Regions from separate parts of the Gossypium hirsutum genome. Here region 2 is linked to region 1. A link is a contact called in public Hi-C data. All regions are on one chromosome and are shown on one strand. The core of a region is the stretch at or near the end of the contact, and the rest is flanking DNA. Distances in the headings are between cores, read along the strand shown.

Region 1 (5,692 bases), core at 1,265-3,764:
TCCTTCAACTTTTTTGTATTTATACTTTAATCCCTCAAATTTTGAGTATTTACTCTTGGGCAACAAAACTTTTCTCACTTTTAAAATTTAATCCTTTCTTGAATTAATATGTCATAATATAATTCTCAATGTTGCCATAACTCAAAAATTTCCCTTTTTGTCACTTTATTTCCTTATTTTACTATCAAGGATACGTACTTTCTTACTGTAGTAATTTTTGGGGTATTACAGTAGTAATTTTCGGGATATTACAGCTTTCAACTAATTTTGTATTCTCAAATATTGGAATAATATTTGTTTTTTTAGTACCAAATAAGATAAATATTTTCTATCTGTAATGATAGAATTCATTACTACATTTTCATATCATTCCTCAAAAAATATTAACAGAAACAAAATATTTGGCCATACGCCACATATGTGGCTAATAATCTTTTCATGTCACATTGATAACATAAGTTATCTTTATCCTTTGAAGAGTTATCTTGAGAACTCTCATTATTCTCTTATTTATTACCATGTTCCCACTTTTAGTGGTCCATGAGTAAATCTTTTATTTTCTTTATGTTTACATTCACTTCGGAGAATGCAACAAATCTAGTAGGACGGACTTATAAACATCCCAATAGATTCTTTATTTCATAATCACCATCGCAAACATGCGTGAGATTTCAAATCAAAATCTATCTATGCATGTTGTCATGATTAGTCTCCAATTATAATAAACAATAAATAAAACATAGTAAAATATACTTGAAGATCTTTAACATCATCGTCATCACTAGAAGGTATGAGATAATTCGAAAATATTCTTGATTTCATATAGATAACAGTATCAAATATTTCATCATCCTTAAGAACAAAAAGTAAAATAAGTTAATCAAAACAATGATAACATATAATAAAAGAAGAATGAAAATTAATAATCAGATATGAAACATTAAATAAAAGAAACTTCTTGTAAAAACTTTGCATCTTGCTGTCAAAGAAATTGAAAATCATGGAGAATAAATTTGATCGTCGATAAAAGGAACTATCACTTTAAGCAAGATCATGCTGATAATGTGTTATAAAATAAAGAGAGATAGGGAAAATAAAGAACAAAAAAAACATGAAAGCAACAGAGAATGTATTTTATTGATCAAAAGGGGTGATTACAATGTTTCATCATAGTCTCTATTTATAGGCATAAGAAGTATAGAAGAAGTAGAGATCTAATTCTAATAACTATTAGAATTTAAAGTAGACATCTACTTAATAAGATATTCATAACAGTTAAAATATTTTAAAAAAGTTTTTGAACTTCAGATATTTATTTACACGAGCATTTATACACAAATATTACGTTAAAAATTTATATAATCCAATATTTTAATTTATTTCATTTTTAAGAACAAATTAATAATGAAAGTAGTATTAATATGAAGGATAATATAAAAAAGAAAAAGAAAAGGTGTTATTTTGAGGGGAAAATTATGTTTGCAAACCCTAAAAAAATGAGCAGCGACTGATTTGAGTAGTCTTAGTGGGTATTTTGCTCCATTTTTATATTTTATATATATTGTAAAAGATGTTTTCAATCGTCATATGCAGATTCGATGCCTTAAACCCATTAAAATAAGCTTTGAATGCACGACTGTGTCCTCCATTTGCGTGTACTTCAAAGACCAAAAATTCCATTTGGCTACTAAAATTTGCTAAAATGTCAAATCAAAATTTACGAGCATCATATTTCTTTTATGGAATTTCTAAAAAGATTGTTTAAAGAAATTCAAGATAAACATATGTACATGTTACTAAATTATTAGTATGTTTATATATTGGTTACTCAACTTTAGAAAGTTATGAAATAGCTACAAAATAGTTATTGAACTATTCAGAAGTTTTCATTTAAGTCATTAGGTTATTCTTTTTTTCTCTTTCTTTCTTTTAAAAGTATGGTTGATGAGCTCTAAGTGACGATTTGACAAACAATAACATGGAACAATATCTATTGATGAGTAGAACAATGTAGCAATGATTCAAGTTAATTTGATGATTACTGTTGGAGATTGAAGAATAAAGTTGTTCAGGTTTTGATTTACAGATTCGTGATATTGAAAACTATTTCATAAAAAAAAAGTTAAACTGTAGAGGAGGATATGAGAGCTTTTAATTGGTGTCGGCAATACAAATAGAGAAGACCATAAAGTGACGATTTTAACAGCCTAATAACTTAAACAAAAACTTTCAAATACCTTTTGAATTTGATAAATTTATAAGTAATATAATTTACCCAAAAGTATGAAGTAGCACAAGACAAATCCAAGGAAGATGAAGGAAATAATGAAGGTGATGGGTTTAGGTGAAGTGTTAAGGAATTGAATGGTGTGATGAAACATGGGTGCCATAAATACCTCTCTGTCAGTAGCACAATTAAATAAAAAAACCCCATGTGTTAGTAGTTCAACTGATAACAAAATGGAATTGTAGCTGTTCTCAACACCCTTGGGCCCTCAAAACAATAGCTTGGGTTGCAACTGTTGAAGCCCCCACAATCAAGAGCATGATAGAGATATTATTAGGAACAGTAGTAATTCCCCAACAACTCAACCAGTGTCTGATCTTCTTATTTTAGTTTATTTTTGTTTTCCACAAATCTAACCAACTATAATGTTTTAGAGCAGTGTTGAAATACCCCCGTAAACTCTTGTTTTCCTTCCCTAACGCAAGCCCAAATACTTCCTTCAATACAGAGTGTTCTTATCATTAATTAATGAAAAGCCAGAACAGAAACTTTAATTTTTTAAAATAATATTTATGCATTTTTCTCATTTTGTATATATTTTGTATTTTTAATCAGTTTTTAATTTTTTATTTTTTTTGATTTTAATAATAAAAATTAAATTGATAAAATATGTAAACATTGAGCGCTAAACTTCTCAAACTTAGAATTCAATTGACAAAATATGTAAATATTAAGAGCTAAATTTATCATTATATCAATTAGAAGACCACATCATCTTTCTGTTGACTGTTTAATGGAGAAATGACCAAAATATTTAAATTTATTAACATTGGTAATGAAATTGAAAATATTTGAATTATAACTATTAACACATAAACACGTTAATAATTGGTTGACCTACTTTTCTAAGGTGAAAGATTAGGTAAAAAGCTTAGTCATTTTTACTTATAACAGCTAATTATATGATCCAAATCTCTACAAGCAAATATAATCAATAAGGCAAGGAATTGGATATTTGGTGCTGCCATGCAAGCATTATGCAACAAGATCGATAACATCCCACTAGGGAGTTTGAGCATTACTGGAAACTACTTGTGGTTATTACAACAGGGTTTTCTTTGCTTGGAGAAGGTAATACTTGTTTTCAAAGCTTAGTGCATGATTAAGCAACTGATTCTAATCAAATCTGAAGTGGGTTTATAATTGAATTTCAATGAGAACCAAAACTTAACTTTCCTTGAGCTAATGGTGATTACATGGTACAACAAAGTATTGTAAATAAAGTGGGGGTTAAAGGACAATTCGAGATATAATAACATCCAACAAGTCTAAAATCTAAATCCCAACATCGACAACCCATTCTTTGTATACAGATCTTCGTCTTTTTAAAGTTGGGTATTTGGAGTCAAAATTCCAGTGTCATTTGGGGCAAAACCTAGTCACAAAAATCAATGGAGAAACAGATGAAGTTCCAAAACATGAGAAAAGAATCAATAAAAAAAATTGATAGACTGAAAGTATCAACAGATTCTCCCCCACCAAGATTTTTTAGTTAAAAAATTATAAAAAAAAAGGAAGACTAACATTTTACCTTAAAACCTAGTGGCAAATACTGAACATTCTATAGTTACAATCACATTCTCTGGTAACTTCAACCCAACACAAATCTAGAAACATACTCCCATCTTCTATTTTAGAAGATTGGGGATGAGGGGGTGATAAAAAAGATGAGAACAGGAATAAGGGATCTTTTGCGGTTCGGGAGGGAGGAGAGAAAAAGGGAATCAGCTGCCCCACCCAGGAACAAACACAAGTTGCTTCTTCATGGATCTGTGGCAACCATTTCTTGATCTTTTGATACAATGGCATGTGCTATGGGTTTTAGGGGCATCTGAAAGTGTGAGAATCTATGTGTAACCTTTAACTCACCAGTTTTGGGGGAAAGGAAAAAAGGAGCTTTTGCCATCAGCAACCCAACAAAAAGTTAACCATGCAAATACATTTCTTGGACCATCTTTTATGCATAGTACATGTACAAGCTATTTGCAGCAGCACAGGCTATTGAGTTTTCGGTTGGGTGCCATGCTAGGTGCAGCAACTTTGTTGTGAAATCGAAAGAATTTCCATTTGCATCTACTCCAGAGGTTTCAGCCCCTGGTACAACAAATTCAACCAGATAGCAGCATTTCAGTACAAATCAATAACCACTGCCCCCCACCCCCCCTCCACCCAAAAAAAAAAAATAATAAATAAAAGAAACAACTGCAAAGTTAACAAGTCATAGAAGGCAACAAACAAACACCAAATCACTACCTCGTCTAACAACACGTGTTATACTGCTTAGGGATCTGGAGGGCCTTGAGGGCATCTGAACCTGTCTCCTGAAAAGACATGGATGTTTATGACTAATAACAATCTAACATCAATATGGAAACCATAAATCACATTTCACAACACTCCTTATCTTTTGCTCAGCTAGAGTGTATATTTTACCTCACTGGATTTTTGCTGGCTTCCAAAGTAGTTGCCTCTGTGCTTCCAGGGGCACAACCAAATACACGGAATAGATTGCTGAAATCACAGAGGAATTGCATATATTATGTTACATGGAAGAAGAAGAAGATGAAGAAGAAGAAGAAGAACAAAAGACTAAATGATTTGTTCAGAACAGACCTGTAGGAACCTGTTGCCACACGCAATCCATCACCACTTAGGCAACACTCAAATTTGTCAAAGATAGAATCATTTTCGTACAAATCACATAGCTGAAACAATTAAAGAATGGGATAATCAGCTCTGAGTGACATGGCACGACCCAGATATGACTAATTTGATCTGTTTCAGAAGATAGAAATCATACCTTAGGTCTCAAATATTCATGAACCTGGAAAGTTGAAACTGGACCAGAATCCATATTGATGTCCCACAGCTACAACCAAGTGATACATAATCAAAGTTAGATGATAAATCCTAAGATCCCCATTAAACAAGACATCAAACATATACGATATGAAGAACAAAATCAATTATCAAGTTTCAAACCACCATCAGAAGTCTTACAGCTGAAAGGAAGTAGGAAATATGGTGAGAATTCAACATACAAAGATCAAAACATCGAAACAAAATGGCACGTGATTGATTCAAATAGAGAATGGAGAACAAAATCATATACAGCAATTTACTTTAAAAACAGTGAACTTGTCTATACATGCTCAAATACTGAATGGAAGAAGCTACCAAAACATTTACTCTCACCCCACCTTTTCATGTCTTCATGATAAGCTCTCTACGAGATAAACAAAATTTGAGTATTTGATTCCTAGCCAAAATACCAACAAAACCAATTGTTGTATTCAATTTTAATCAATTTGTGTTAAACGTTTGCAAACAAGAATCTTTAAAGACAGATAATTGCAGCGAAAGGTTTTAAAAGCTTCATGATCAAATTCTGTCAATGTCTTGCAA
Region 2 (6,571 bases), core at 2,221-4,720, 38 kb before region 1:
ATATTATTCCTAACATAAAGGATTTTAAACAACTTTAACTCTTCCAAATTTCTTTATTTTCATTTGCATTTCTTTACTTTCCACACTCATTCCATATGCATAACATACCAGTCATAAACATATCATTCAACCATAGCCACAAGCTAATGCATTTAAGCATAGTTTTTTTTTTAATTAATCACTTGATAAGTCATTTCATAAGAAATTGTATAACTTAAACCTTACCACTCTTTCATGAGGACTAGCATATTTTCACTTGAGTACTTACCCTTTCAATGCATAAATAAACATATTACCATTCAACCAATAGCTTGGCACTTGCCTAAGCATCAAACAACAACACTTATTAGTGTACTTGAACATATTTCATATAAATTCAACATTAATAAACTTATTTTCTCAACATGTCACACTTGAGTTTATTACTCATCTCAACTAATTTAATTTCCTTATATCAACATATCAAAGATATTCACTTATGTACATGTCATGATACATATCATCCTTTTTCTGTTTCTTCATATACATATACCATCCATTTCAATATATCAATATATCATGTACTATCATTTCTACATATTTCATGTATATACCAGTATTAGTTTGTATCGAACTCATATCGTCTTGTAATAGAACATTGCCCATTAAACCATCAGAATATCGTTGGATACACGGGTAGTACACACGAAGTGTACAAATCTGTAATCCGTCAATTCATATACAGGTATGCCCATACGAGCATGTAATCAGGAAGCTCTTCCGAGCCATGTAACGGGAAGCTCATGTGAGCTGTATAACAGGAAGCTCTTGCGAGCCAATTATCTGGAAGCTTATACGAGCCATAAACAGGAAGCTCATGCGAGCCAAATATCGAGAAGCTCATGAGAGCCATATATTGGAAAGCTCGTGATAGCCATATAATGGGAAGCTCAAGAGAGCCATTAATCGATAAGCTCATGAGATCCAAGTGTTGGGAAGCTCGTGAGAGCCAAGTATCGGGAAGCTCGTGAGAACCAAATATCGGAACGCTCATAAGAGCTGTGGTGGGTCCGCAACACATGCAGGATCACAATCAATCGGGAACCCTTAATGACATGTCATTTGTATCCATCGATTTTCTAAGGTTCAAACGAGTCTCGTTATTTGTCGGATATGTGATTAATAATATTCATGGCAAACATACAAATCACACATAATAATATTCAATTTAAAACATATAAATGTACAATTTAGTTACACGAACTTAACTGGCTAAATTGCAGAAATACTAAAGTTCAAGGGCATTTTGGTAATTTTATATTTGCCTCGATTTTTCACCCGATTTTGATCTAAATTAATAATTTCATTCAATATATTAATTTAAACAATAAAACAATTTCATTTCATGTAATTTGGTTATTTTTGACATTTTTATAAAATTACCCCTAAAGTTTTACTTTTATTCAATTTAGTCCATGAACCCAAAACATGCAAATTAACCATTTTTAATACAAATCCAAGCTAGTTGAATATTAGTGACATTCAATACAGTTCATTTTTGTAATAATTTCACAACAAACCCTTGTATTTTTATTATTTCAACAATTTAATCCTAAAATCAATATTTAACAAAATCACTTTATAAAATCATCATACAATATAATCAAAGCTCTAAATCCATGTTATTCATCAAAAACATATAATATTTATCAATGAAAACTTCCAAAATTTTTAATACAATAAAAAACTAAGGTAAGGTTTAGTTGGATCTAATTGTAACAATTTTAAAAACATAAAAATTACAAGAAACGGGTAAGAATTGAACTCACATGAAGCAAATATGCAAAACCAGCTGAAGGAGCTCTCTTAGGGTCTGTTTGAACTGAAAATATGCCGCCTCAACTTTTCATTTAGGCATAATTGCTATTTAGGTCTTTCTTTATTTATTACTCATGCTATTTAATCACTTAATTATTATAATTAGCAAGTTTTGCACCTTTTTCAATTTAGTCATTTTTAATTAATTAACTATCAAAACGTTAAAATTTTTCAAAGAAACTTTAATACCGGCTTATTAACACTCCATAAATATTTATAAAAATATTTACGGCTCGATTTATGGAAACGAGGTCTCGATACCTCATTTTCTAAAACCACTTGACCTAATAAATTATTATAAAATACAAATTATCAATTCAAAAACTTTTTTTTAAATCGATATTTGACTCGTAAATATTAAATAATAAAATTTACGAGTTTACTCGCTAGATTTGGTAGTCTCGAATCACTGTTTCCGACATCATTGAAAATCGAGCTATTACAAATGCATTGTACAATTCACAAATTTTCTTCTGCACATTTCTATCTTATGTGTACTTGACAATTTACCCTTTTGTATTATGAACCTCTGTGCAACCACTAGGATTCATTGCCAAGAGAGCAGTGAAGAAATTTTGAGACAGAATCAATTTATTCTCTAAAATGCCATATTTCGCAGGAAGTGAACCATTTGCACGAAGGTCTAAAACATGTAAGTTATATCAACTATCTTCTTCCCTATTCTATATATGATTAAGTATATTGATTCCTGCATGCAATGTTTTTCTTTTGATAGTCTCACTTGTCAACTTTGTGCCCAAATTTTGGGACGGATATTATGTTCAATGCTCTTGCTGCTGATTGGATTTCTAATCTGCATTGGTTTAGCTTTTTAAAATTAATAATAATAATAAAACAAATAACAAATTTACAATATTGGAATTATTTAACCTTTCTCCAGTGAGGGGTTTATCCTAGCCGCTTTGCCATGCATGTCAAACTACAAATCAATTTTAGTTTCTTTTATTGTTCACCCTTTAATAGCTTCATCATTAATGAGATGAAGAAAATTGTTCTTAATCCATTGATAGTGCCATAGTGGACATGATTAATAAGGCCTTTATAATTAGGGTTTGAAATCAGAATTGGAAAAAGCTTCTCCTGCCCTGGGGCACAGTGCAATTACTTCAAGGAGTCCCAGATTAATGGTTTGCCAAGGTAATGGCTTCTTTATTGTCCTCTCTCTCTCTCTCTCTCTCTCTATATATATATATATACACACATATTCATATTTTGTACTTTTGTACCATAGTCTGCTAAAATATCATGTGGCATTTCTTTCACTGATGTAGATGCCATTTTCTGTTTTGATGTTTCATAACTTCCATGTTTCCACCCATCTTTTTGAAGAGAAAATTGTTTGACAACTCCTTTGTTTTTGTATGAATTCTGAAGGTACTTGACTATTCAGTTCGTGCGTTTTTTTCTGGAAGAGGGAGTCGAATCAAAAGGCTAAGATATTGCATGCATGTTTTCACAAATAATTAATTATTTTTGTTTAACCAGCTGGGGATGACTTAGTAAAGGCTAAAAAAATTGAGACCCTTATTATATCTAAGTTCTAGAAAAAGCACCTGCACTACATGGCAGGTCTACTATTATAAAATATATATAAAAAATCTTTTTTGATTTAATATTAGAAAGTACTGTTCATGCTGTTATGATATCGTTTCTTTTCTGTAAAGTGTTTACAAATGTGTATCTTCAAAAATTCAAGCAGTTAATAGAAAAATATTAACACCTCAATTCAACTCAGAGAGTATAAATATATTTCTTTGTGTTACTAAGTTTTAATCTCTTATTATATGTTATATGCAATTATTGGTAGTTTTGTGACGCTTATAATATGTTTTTTTAATAACTTTGAAATAGATGAACATACCTTTAGACACCTCACACCTTTAATCTTATCGTGGGACACTTATTAAATGATGTCTTTCCCTTTTTCAGAAAGTGGATTATCCACTGGAGTTGGATGTTTATGATTTGTGTTCAGATGAACTTCGCAAACTATTGGAAGGTCCTCGCCAGGTAGTCATTTTTGCCTTATCTGGATGAAATTCTGAATTTCAATTTTGCAATCATTGACCAACTTTCACTTGGTATGCAACTTTTAGCTTCTGAGGGATGATGAAGGTAAAAAGCTTGGTTTGAAAGCTAATGAGAAGAGCTCTGGCTCAAAAGATGGTGATGCCAAGATGACTGATGCAGAGGTGTGAGATCACATGATTTAGCTATAAGCGCAAACACAAATGTCAGTCCTTCATAGTTGTGCTTGAATGGTTCTTTTTATCTTATGCATGCAGGGGTCATCAAATGCAGGTGGAGAATCATCTGCTACTACATCTCAGGAAGGTAAAAGACTCTTTATGACCTGATCTTTTGTCTGCCTGACCTGTCTGTGTTTGCGGTTTACTCCCTGGTCCAGATGCTTATATATGCTACGATGAAAATAGATTTCCTCTTTTACTTAGTATCTGATGATTAAATTTGAGATTATTTGAGTTTCTAAAGCCCATTTTACAGGGCAATTTCCTTAATAGGGAAGCTCTTGAATAACTACTTTGAAATTGTGCACCATAGCTATTCTCTGTAAAGATACAATTATATTCCTCCAATAATAAATGAGATACTTTAGAAAATAGTTGACAGACTGACTTCTCACTTTGTTTTTTTAGCGGTTCCTCTGACAAGGAAACAAGTTTAACTGGGATTTATGATTTGGTTGCTGTGCTGACCCACAAATGGTCAGTTTTCTGGAAATAGTTTTATTGGGACTCTATTTCTATGCCATTTGGTTTATGTATTTATGGTTGTACTATATGTAATAATTGTCCCTAATCACAGGGAAGTGGATTGAATTTGATGACGATAAGCCTATTCCACAGCAGGAGGAAGACATCGTTAAACTGTCTGGAGGAGGTAATCTCGACCTGACTTTAATAAAATCCTAACCTGCCGTGCTTATTAGCCAACAAGTACTGCTGTTCTTTTATTTTGAATTGACAATTCATTTCATCGACTCACTCATGTGTTGTTCTTTTAACTGGGATCTTTTTTCCTCCTCCTGTTTTCGGTTTTAGGTGCACACATCTGCGTGTATAAGGCTCGTACTGTTTCAATGTACCTTTTATACATCATCATCATCATCACTTGCATTCGGTGTGCTTTAAACTGATTGAATTTTAGAAACAATATAGTGGTATTTCCTTCTTAGATGATTCAAGAAGAGCCTAAAATGTTTGTTGGTTAACACTGCATGCCACTTCAAGCTTATGAAACATTTGTTTTCAAAGTTGTAGGCTGAAATATAACGTTCGGTGACGATTGGTGCGGGGCCTCTGATTTTTGTGAGAATTTGTTATAATGTTTCAACTCTTTGACCGCTGTGATCCAATTAGCGACTTGACTCAGATTTAAATGATTATAAATACAAAGTTAAAACAGTATCACTAGTAACAAAATTCACCCTCCTTTGTGTGCTACCAAGCAATTTTCGAGCTGGTGGGAAGAAGATGGGGAAATTATCAAGTCCAGGATTAGTATAGAAGTATGATAAACTTGAGGGACTATTATGAGAATATTTCATTTTATAAATTTGAGCATGTATATGGAAGTTGAGAGTAAGAAATGACTTGAATGCCATTTTGAAATTATAGTTAAAAATAATGATATTTTTAAATAAAAAATTATTTTATTTTTATAACAAAATGCCATGTGGATTGGACTTATTTTGCTAAATAATGTTGCATTGGATAATACAAAAACTAGTACATCTCCCAAAAATGATTCACTTTTTAATTTTTTTAAAGTTTTAATAACTAAAATAATAAAATAATGTAACTTAATATTTCAAGAAAACAACCTATTAAAATATAATTTTAAAATGAACGGGACATAACTGGTTGCTGAAAAAGCCCTCCCATTCCATAAGCCATTTTGTGCCGTTTCGGCGAAAAAGAAAAAAACAATCTCCAACTTTTCATTTTAATTGTTAACATTTCAATGGTTCCATTTGCATATCTGAGAATTTATTTTTTTAATTTTTTTTAAAAATATTTTATTAAATTCAGCAAATCATTAACATTATGTTTGGTTGGATGGAACCAGCTACACGTTCAGGTACTTATAACATTTGTTTGGTCCATTGTAACTAAATATTATGGTATTACTGTTTAAGGCTCTATTTTGTGTGAATGTTTGAACAGTATTTAGAGCAACCCCCTTTCTAAACTTTCAAAATCCCCTCTCTTCTCTTTTTTGGTATTTTCCTTTCGGAGTTCAAAAAGCATGAAAGTTCCCTTTGTTGCATCTTCTCTGCTATCGACAAAGATACTCAAAAACTACTCCCCAAGTGACATCACGAGCAGCCTATTTATAGGTTGATGCAAGAGTCCATCCAATAAAGTTTTGAGAAGCTTTAAATTCCTATTTAAAAGCTAAAATTATCCCATTGATTATCTTGAGTATTTATTCAATAACTCCCAAACTCTCACAAGAGGTAAGGATAATGATAAGGATAAACATTTTCAACACTTTAAACTTCTTAATATGATCATTTGAAGAGTCCTAGACAAAAATCAACTGTTATTTTGTCAAACATGTCACTCCTTAGTAGGCCAAAAAGGTCAAACATCCATGAGGTCGAAATAGCCTAGGACCTAAGCATAATTTGTTCTTTATTCGAATAGAACATGGAACAAGCAAGTCAAAA

What was found. A called contact is a pair of places that touch in the nucleus more often than the background predicts.
Region 2: a Hi-C map of leaf shows a contact between it and region 1, with 4 times the contacts expected there. The contact joins two enhancer-like sites. A contact is called at or near these places in 9 of 34 Hi-C or Micro-C datasets (callus, leaf and seedling).

What each region holds. Positions count from the first base shown.
Region 1 is chrD10:6,412,448-6,418,139 of Gossypium_hirsutum_v2.1, reverse strand. It overlaps LOC107916351 (serine/threonine protein phosphatase 2A 55 kDa regulatory subunit B beta isoform), which reads right to left. Exons shown (of 15, transcript XR_005919583.1): 10 at 5,088-5,156; 11 at 4,901-4,992; 12 at 4,721-4,798; 13 at 4,541-4,608; 14 at 4,157-4,381; 15 at 3,442-3,662. Among protein-coding and RNA genes, the nearest start is that of LOC107916351, 9.1 kb to the right of the region's middle. Within about 2 kb of position 2,514, at least 5 of the 9 cell types and tissues checked have an H3K27ac peak or open chromatin away from gene starts, as enhancers often do.
Region 2 is chrD10:6,450,795-6,457,365 of Gossypium_hirsutum_v2.1, reverse strand. LOC107915674 (ubiquitin carboxyl-terminal hydrolase 6) reads left to right here. Exons shown (of 21, transcript XM_041103216.1): 10 at 2,402-2,427; 11 at 2,430-2,509; 12 at 2,928-2,976; 13 at 2,979-3,015; 14 at 3,253-3,277; 15 at 3,279-3,323; 16 at 3,808-3,888; 17 at 3,975-4,070; 18 at 4,164-4,215; 19 at 4,538-4,654; 20 at 4,705-4,779; 21 at 4,941-5,496. The coding sequence ends at 5,035. Among protein-coding and RNA genes, the nearest start is that of LOC107916350, 28 kb to the right of the region's middle. Within about 2 kb of position 3,470, at least 1 of the 9 cell types and tissues checked has an H3K27ac peak or open chromatin away from gene starts, as enhancers often do.